Regions from separate parts of the Mus musculus genome. Here regions 1 and 2 are each linked to region 3. Evidence: chromatin contacts called from public promoter capture Hi-C data. All regions are on one chromosome and are shown on one strand. Each heading gives the region's core, a stretch centred on a gene start, on an enhancer-like site or on the middle of the called end of the contact. The rest is flanking DNA. Distances are from core to core; before and after follow the strand shown.

Region 1 (2,700 bases), core at 196-2,695, 2.0 Mb after region 3:
AACACGCTGCACGATGTAAATTATGCTTGCCCATAAACTAATTCCTTTTATGTAGGAAAGATACTATTCTCCAAACTGGCCAAAAAACGGGGCTGAAGTGTAATACTTCAGCAGTTACAAAGCATCCCAGTACAAAAGAGAAGACTCAGGAGAAAAGTCAGGCATTTGTTTTATGCAGGAGGCTACAACTGAGATGGAAGAGGTGTGTGTGTGTGTATGTGTGTGTGTGTGTGTGTGTGTAGAAATACATTTAAAGTGGTAAAAAGCTGGAGGTGCAAGGACTATGCCTGCTTGAGGCACAGAAAGTAGTTCTCAGTTGACTGAAGATTCAAACTTATGTATGAAACAAATACTAGTGCAATGTCCTCATCCTAGATCATTAAAAAACAAAAAACCGTAAGCCACACTACAGAAATGCCAGTGGCATGAATACATAAAATTAAGAACTCTAACATCAAAAATTGTTAGGAGCGGGTGGGATGGTGGAGACCTTCCATTTCAGCACTCGGGAGGCAGAGGCAGGCGAATTTCTGTGAGTTCGACACCAGCCAGTTCTACAAAGCTTGAATCCAGGACAACGAGGGCTATTACACGGAGAAACCCTGTCTAGGAAAAAAAAAAGAAAAGAAAAGAAAGAAAGAAAAAAAGAAGAAGAAGAAAGTTGTTAGGTAGCGCCTACCAAGTCCAGACTTAGTGAGGTACACGTCATTTTCAAAGAAAGCCACTGAAGACCTGGCTTGCCAGGTAGCACTAATACGAAGTAAAACTATGGCTGTGAGTTGCATATTCATGCCGGTACCAGCTCATCAGCCCTCAGCATGCCTCAAGTTCCGTGCGTGAAGTAATACTTTTATAAACATATTCAACCAGTTAAAAGAAAATCCGAGGAGAACGACGCGACTTTCCTAGAATTATTACATCCATCCATAAATGAAGGAGTGGGTAGAGATGACAGATAGGGCGGCTGTCCTGTCCTAAGTGGACATCCGGGCTTCCAGTCCCACCTCCGGCTCCGCAGGTTTCTTCAGTCTTCTCCATCAGCGGCTCACTTTTGCCCAACTTGGCCCCACTCCCCACCACTAAACAGCCACGGCCTTTCCTCCTCACAATCCCAGGCCCTGGTCTCCAACCGCTCTGCGGCCGTGCTCCAAACAGCCCCCCAACACTTCTGAGCCTCCAACTCAGGAGGCTCCGCACCCGGCTCTCCCCAGCGGCAGCAGCCTGTGGCCCGCCCTCACCTTGATCTCCTCCACCCGCCGGGTCAGGCGGCTGATCCTGGTGCCCAGATCCTCCTTCTCCAGGCTCCCCGAGTGGGCCAAGACTTCTGTCACGAAAGAGGCCATCGCCACGAAGCGTACCCACACAAACAGGATAGGTCAACCCCGCTGCCAGCGCCGCAGCTCCGGTCCCGCCAGCGGCCTCACCGCAGGGCCTGCCGGGAAACTGAGTTCTACGGGGTCCGGCGCTCGCGCACAGGAGAGGGTCACACTACAGTTCCCAGGAGGCCTCGCGCCGTCAGGCGTCCGCTGTTTCAGTGGCGTCTAGAAGGCACCAAAGTGCGCAGGCGTCATCTGCTCCCTACAGGTTTTCAAACGCCAGTCTGTTCCCGCCGGTTTTTTTCTTCTTGTATTTTGGGTAGGGTTGGGTTGGTTTCGCTAGAAACTGCGGAATGTTTCAGGTAATAATCCTTTATGGCCCTCCCTATACTCAGTAATCTCAGGTTTTCCTGTGAGATTATCTAGCTCGATACTTACAGAATCATCTCGATCTTTTTTGTTATTCATTCATTGGGCTCAGCAGCTAAGTCTACCCGAATTTTGCCCTCTGGAATTGTGCGAGAGAGTGACATAAGTGAAAGGATCCCCACAATTGCACCTTTCTAATAGTGTTTGTTAATAGTGCCTCATATTAAGTATATTGATACATGGATATGGTACAAATTTATACTTAGTGTAACGGTCCTGTAAGTGCTACAGACATTCTTTTATAAAACCTTCTTTCTAAGATACGTATGAATGTTTTGGCTGTGTCCATGGAAGTCAGAAGCAGGCAAGTAAGTCCAGTCCCTGAAACTGGACTTACAGATGACATGAGCCACCATGTGGATGCTGGGAATTGAGTCCTGGTCCTGAGTAAGGGCAACGAGTGCTTCTAGCCACCGGGCAATCCCCTAGAACAAGATTCTTATCACTTCCTATCAGAGATTACAAATAAATTTCACCAAAGGCTTTTTATCGTTGTTTAATTTTAAAGTTTTCAGTGATTTTTTTGGCTCTGTTTTGAGACGTGGTTTCTGTAGCCCTGGAAGGCATCAAATTCATAGCTATCTTCCTGCCTCAGCCTCCTGTATACAGGAATTATACACTTATTCCACTATGTCCAGCTAGCCATAGCTTTTTAGAACTATTTCATTGTTGAAGGTCAAAAGAGTGTTCCGCGAAGATGAGATCACTCGTTCACTTTGCAAAACAGGCTGACCTGAAAGACAGCCACTGGGCATTATTACCAACGTGACACTCTTTGTAGGAGAGGGATGCGTGCTGTAAGAGCATCCTTGTCCCCTTTATACACTTTTTGTTACTTGACCAGCAGAGCAAGCAAGTGTTTTACATAGCCAAATGGAATGCCATTAGTGCAGCAATACCATAAAGTATAAAATTAACAGAGACAAGGGTGCAGATACAGGTAATTCAATCAGTA
Region 2 (2,700 bases), core at 169-2,668, 2.3 Mb before region 3:
CTCAGGGAAAGAGTGTTTGCCTGACACTTCCAGAAGAATCGCAAAACAACAGCAATAACAATAACGATAAGGAAGAGACTAGGGGTTAACCTTGCCCAGCTTCTCTCAAGTTCTGAGGCTATAAGACTGGCCCTAAGAGTATTTGCATTGTGAAAACTATCAAATGTTTTAAATCGGTATTTATGACTTTTTCTAGTTGACTTAAGATTTAAGGATCTATGGCGATGTGTTAATGATGCAAATTAAAGGTGTAGCGTGTGCATTGCCATTCTGTCGTGACTAGCACAGCAACGCAGAAACGATCCCGAGGAACAAAGGCACTTCGTGAAAGGAGAAAGAAGACCAAAAAGCCTTGGCACGTTCAACTATACTAAATGTTGCTAGTGTACTAAATGGCAGGTCAGGTAAATGTGCATGAGTACAGTCAAAAATGAGAGAGAGAGACCTAACTGCTGATTACCAGCAGTGGAGCCGCAGAGCAAAAGACCGAGGTTGTTGAGGAATTGACAAAGTAGGCTCTGGGCTGTTATGTGGAAGCAGGGACACAGTAGCCAGAAGATGAGGCTGGACTCAAGAGGGCTTGTCTTTTTTAAATATGAGGCACTAAAACGTGAAAATATTGTTAGAGAAGGAGAGATGAAAGGCGCAGGAGAGGGTAAAGGAAACTTATGATTCAGAGCAGAACCGTTTGCTATGAGGCTTCAAACCACGTGGGAAATACTTCAATTCTAAGACCCAAGGAGCACAAGGAAACCATTGCTTAAGTCAGGACTTTACTACACCCAGGTGCGAACTGCCAATTAGGAGAGGACTACCAGCCAGTCTCAAACCAATAGCCCTGTGCTGGGATTCAGAGGGAGCCCTGCAAGTGGACACCCTTGTCCTGTGGTTTCCTCCAACTCCAAACCCGTATTCCCGTTCTCTTTACTAAATTTTATTTTTTTCAGCAAATGTGTCTTCACGATTTTGCTATTCCTCTTTACCTATACATCTTGATACTGAGGGACAAGACAGAAATCCTAAGCATGTACCCTTTAGAATGCTCCCTCCATCTCTAAATATTTTAGGGAGAAAAATCTAAAACCACATACTGCATTTAACAGGGTGGAGGAAACCCAATGCGAGAGGTGGGTTAGCAATATCCCCGAAGCTGCAGCTCCTGAGTTAGGGCGAGGCTGGAGTGGGGGTTGGTGAGGTAGAGGAAAGCTTTTCCATCACAGCAGAGCAACTGTGCCAGGAGAGGGGTTTGGGGAACAGAGCATGGAGAAGGATGGTAGCATACTAAGATCGTGAGTATTTAGCGTCTTTCAGCAGGCCAAGATCAAACCAGACACCAGAGCAGAAAGGAGCTGGGGAGGGAACATGTCCCTTGACTTGCCAATCTCTGTCGCTCTCCGCTGTTTCCTTGGTAACGACTTAGTCAGTCGGAAATGACTTAATAGCTCCTTCCCTAGCAACCTTCTTAGGCCCCGCCCCCAACCCTGACCATTCTCACTTTGATGTTTGTTCTGGTAGAAATCTCGCTCTCTTCCAGTCTCAGTGCCATAGAGGCAGAGGACTTGAGAAAGGAACTCAGAGAGATCTCGGGCATGTGACGGGCCTTGCTGAAGGCCTAAGTAACATGAGGTCTCAGACTAACGCTATTTCTAAATTTAAGCTCCTTAGCCTGACACGGGTTTTAAATAGAGGACTTCACAGAACCCGAAAGCACACTGCATATTTAATGCATGCTTTATTGACTTGAATGTTGAATATCCTGCACGCCGACATTACCTCAATGTCAGAGTGTAACAATGTAAAATGAAGAGTATTCAGACCTGCCCAGTTCTATGTTCTTGCATGGAACATAATTTGTGAGGAAGATGAACTTCTAGGAAAATATTTTCCTTACATACTAAATGCATTTTTACGGGGGGTGGGGGCGGAATCTCTGTAGGAAATTCGGTGACAAAGTGAATGTCAAGACCTTCAAAATTATCACAGTTTCCATAAACAGGGCCTTGGGCTTTGGTTCTCCTTCAAGACACTGTGGCCATGCGTAGAGAGAATACTTGTGTGTTGTATGGATGCATCACCTGTCAATTAAAAAGTCTGTGGCCTATGGCTTAGGCAGGAAATGGGAGGTGGAACATCCAGGAGGCAGAAAGGATTCTGGGATAGAGTCCCAAGGGAGAATAGCCCGGGAAGATGTGAGGAGACCGACTCATGGTGCCTGAGCATTGATAGCCAGCCATGTGGCAAAATGTAGGTTAAAATAATGGGTTTATGTCGATTATGTAAGTTATGATCTAGTCAGAGAAAACCCTGGCTTTATGGCCAAGGTATTTGTAAATATATTTTGAGTCTAAGTCTTATTCCTGGGAGCATGAAGCTGGGAGTCAGAACCAGCCACGTGTTAGCACACAGATAGGAGTAAATTTTTTTTTTTTCGAGACAGGGTTTCTCTGTGTAGTTTTGGCTGCCCTGGAACTCACTTTGTAAAAAAAAAAAAAAAAAAAAAAAAAAAAAAAAAAAAGGATTAATTTTCTTGTTTTTGTTTAAATTTTTTTTCCATAAGGGTTTTTTTTTTTTTTTTCCAAGGCAGGGTTTCTCCATGTAGTCCTGGCTGTCTTGGAACTGCAAGGGGAATTGGGGGCAGGGCACAGACCCTCTCCAGCGTTGCAGACTGGGTGTTTTAGGCAAGGGATTGTGGGCTGTGGT
Region 3 (2,700 bases), core at 197-2,696:
AATGACTTGCCAACGGACACACAGACACCAAGGAAATGCAGCGTTTCAAGCAGACCATCAGGTGCCACTTCTGTGTCCCACCACCACCACAGTTGCTTTGCTGGGGAGACAGTCTAGAGAGAATGGTTGGTGTGAGATAGTCTAACCGGAACACAGGAAAGGGTTGCCAGTCCCCACCTGTTGGTGCCGGGGTTCTGTAATCACACAGCTCCTGCTCTGTTCTCAGCTGGAGCTAAGACAGATCCATCCCTACTCCTGCTTTATCTCAGGCCTGTTTAGAACAAGTGTGTCAAGAGTGTGGAAGCACCTCTGCTTCGTTTCTTAAAAGATTTATTTATTTGCATTTTATGTGTTGTGGGTGTTTTCCCAGCATGTATGTATGTATGTATGTGCATCACATGCAAGCCTCGTGCCTCTGGGCCAGAAGAAGACAGGAGATCCCTGGAACTGGAGTTACAGTTGATTGTGAGCCACTGCCCGGTGCTGGGATTGAACCCAGTCCTATGCAAGAGTAATGACTGCTCTTAACCACTGGTCCATTTCTCAGGGCCCCTTCTCTGCTTTTCTGACTGCTCTGCTGAAAAGCTGGATAAACAGGAAAACAGAAGCAAACTGGAACCAAAATCCAGAAGGCAGTAACCGAGATGTGGTTTCTGCTACGCTTCGCAATACCATAGTATACCGGAAAGATCAATGAACTCTCAGCTTTCTACTTCATAGATTTTCGATGGGAGACTGGATCTACTGTGCGAATGTATTTGAGAACACACATGTAAACACAACTACTGTGGGAGTGTAAAGGGGAGCATACACTTGGGTTGGTTATGAAAGCTTCCATAGGAAGAATAGGATCATTCTTTGCAACGGGAGTCATTTTTCTGTCCACCAAAAGCTGAACTCCACTAAACCACTCCTATCTTCCAATATGTGCCCTACACAAAGCAAAGTGTCTTTCTGGTTGAGATCTGGAATACTCTAGCTTCTGCTGGAGGTCTCCCTCAGGCCAAGTCTGAAATGCCTCTAGTCAGTAGACACACTGCCTGCTTGAGAATCTGTTCCTCCCTTGCTCAAGTTCTTTCCCAGGTGCTGCCCTGGTCTGACGCTTACTGTGGTGTAAGTAGGGGTTTTGCTACTTTAGCCCACTAGAGCTGGGTAGTGATGAGGGCAAGAGGCTATACTGTTTGAAAGTACAGTACCCGCTTTCCACCTTCTGGGAGTTCAAAAACTAGTGGGATTTTTCTCTTAGGCAAACTCAGAATCTCCCTGGGCGGCTCTCTGCAAAGAGCGGCCCCTTCCGTTGGCTACTCCCCCTGAGTTAGCAGTTTCTGGAGTCCAGAGCACTAGACGTTGGGGGCGGGCCAGCCCAAGGGGCTGCCTTCCCCCGCAGTGACGTCCCAGGGGGTGGATGGGCAACCAACGACTCAGAGCCCTCCCGGACTCCGCCCAGTGCGGGGTCTGTGGATCCTTGGGAGATGCAGCTGCCTTGGTTGCAGTTGCTCAAACGCAGTCGTCTACTTGCCCACTTCTCTGCCTTAGTCCCAGGGTGTCGGGAGGCACTGGAGTCCAGCCATGCAGCCGGGAGCAGCGCTGCAGGCTATGTTGCTGGCGGTGCTGCTGGCCAAACCGAGGGATTCGAAGGGTCGCCTGCTGAGCGGTGAGTGTGTGTCCTGGGGGAGAGGGCTGGTGCCAGAGCACCTGGGGTTGATGCACCCAGTAAACCTCAGCAGTTGAGGACTGTCTTCAGGGTCACTGCACCCTGGCCCCTTTATGTAGTGGGGCAATCCCCAGATCCAACCCCGGACCCAATCAGCCTTCTTGAATTCTCTGCTTCCAGGGAGCAAAAATGCAACCAGCTCCAGTTCCTGGGGCCACCCTAGGTATCCGCAACGCTGGAAGTCAGTTCTCTCCCCGGGGTTACTAAGGGGTGAGGAGGATGTAGCTTGGGTGGGGCAGTTGGCAAACTTCTTCCAGTGAGTGCCCCTTGAGCGCCATGCTGCCTGGACCCTTCTAGTGGAGGCAGCCGATCCTGGATCCGCAGGGCTATGGGAACTGTACCTGTTACTCTCCTCTGAGGGGAGGGTGGCTGGCCTGGAAATGCTTGGAGATTGGGAAAGCGCCTAGTTAGCCAGGAACCAGCCCTGCCAGGCTCCAAGAGTGACTCTCTGCTTCCTTCCCTGTGTGTGTGTCACTGCAGCCTCGGACTTGGACCCCAGAGGAGGTACAGTGGTCCGACTTCTTTCTTGTTCCACTAGGTCTGCATGGGGCGCGGGGGTGGGGGGGGGGGTTGGGGGGTGGGTGGGAGGAGCGTGGGCGGGGAGCGATCGGTATCTTTTTATCAGGTTCCCTTTGGCCAAGAGGGATGGAGTAGAATTGGAATCTCCACTGTATTCTAGCTTGTGGGTCTGGTTTAAGAAATCTAACTTTGGTTTCAGGATTGGGAGGGGGTGTTTGGCTAAGCAGAGGAGCTGCTGACGCCACTGGGAGGGTTAGGGCTGCATGGCTCTGTGCTTGGTGACAGGAGACCTCCTGCCTGCCCTTCCCCTTCCTGCAAATGAGAAAAGAAAGACACTTCCTGAAGGCAGGGGAACCAGATGGGTCCTGGGCCTCCTTCCAGCTCTGGTACTCCCTAGAACTCACTAGCATACACTAGACATATGCCGCCAGCCTGGACCATACAGGAAACTCTATCAAGGTGTTAAG

Evidence for each region. Promoter capture Hi-C pulls out the DNA fragments that hold promoters and counts their contacts.
Region 1: a promoter capture Hi-C map of liver shows a contact between it and region 3, with 5 times the contacts expected there. The contact joins the promoter of Zw10 here to the promoter of Layn in region 3. A contact is called at or near these places in 2 of 39 promoter capture datasets (both in liver) and 1 of 9 other capture datasets (adipose tissue).
Region 2: a promoter capture Hi-C map of hippocampal neurons shows a contact between it and region 3, with 6 times the contacts expected there. The contact joins the promoter of 4930550C14Rik here to the promoter of Layn in region 3. A contact is called at or near these places in 3 of 39 promoter capture datasets (the 3T3-L1 cell line, cranial neural crest and hippocampal neurons).

The regions. Positions count from the first base shown.
Region 1 is chr9:49,054,326-49,057,025 of GRCm38.p6, reverse strand. Zw10 (zw10 kinetochore protein) reads right to left here and starts at 1,445. Exons shown (of 16, transcript NM_012039.2): 1 at 1,239-1,445. The coding sequence starts at 1,343.
Region 2 is chr9:53,404,004-53,406,703 of GRCm38.p6, reverse strand. 4930550C14Rik (RIKEN cDNA 4930550C14 gene) reads right to left here and starts at 1,418. Exons shown (of 9, transcript NM_001376944.1): 1 at 1,092-1,418.
Region 3 is chr9:51,075,840-51,078,539 of GRCm38.p6, reverse strand. Layn (layilin) reads left to right here and starts at 1,446. Exons shown (of 8, transcript NM_001033534.1): 1 at 1,446-1,654; 2 at 2,195-2,218. The coding sequence starts at 1,570.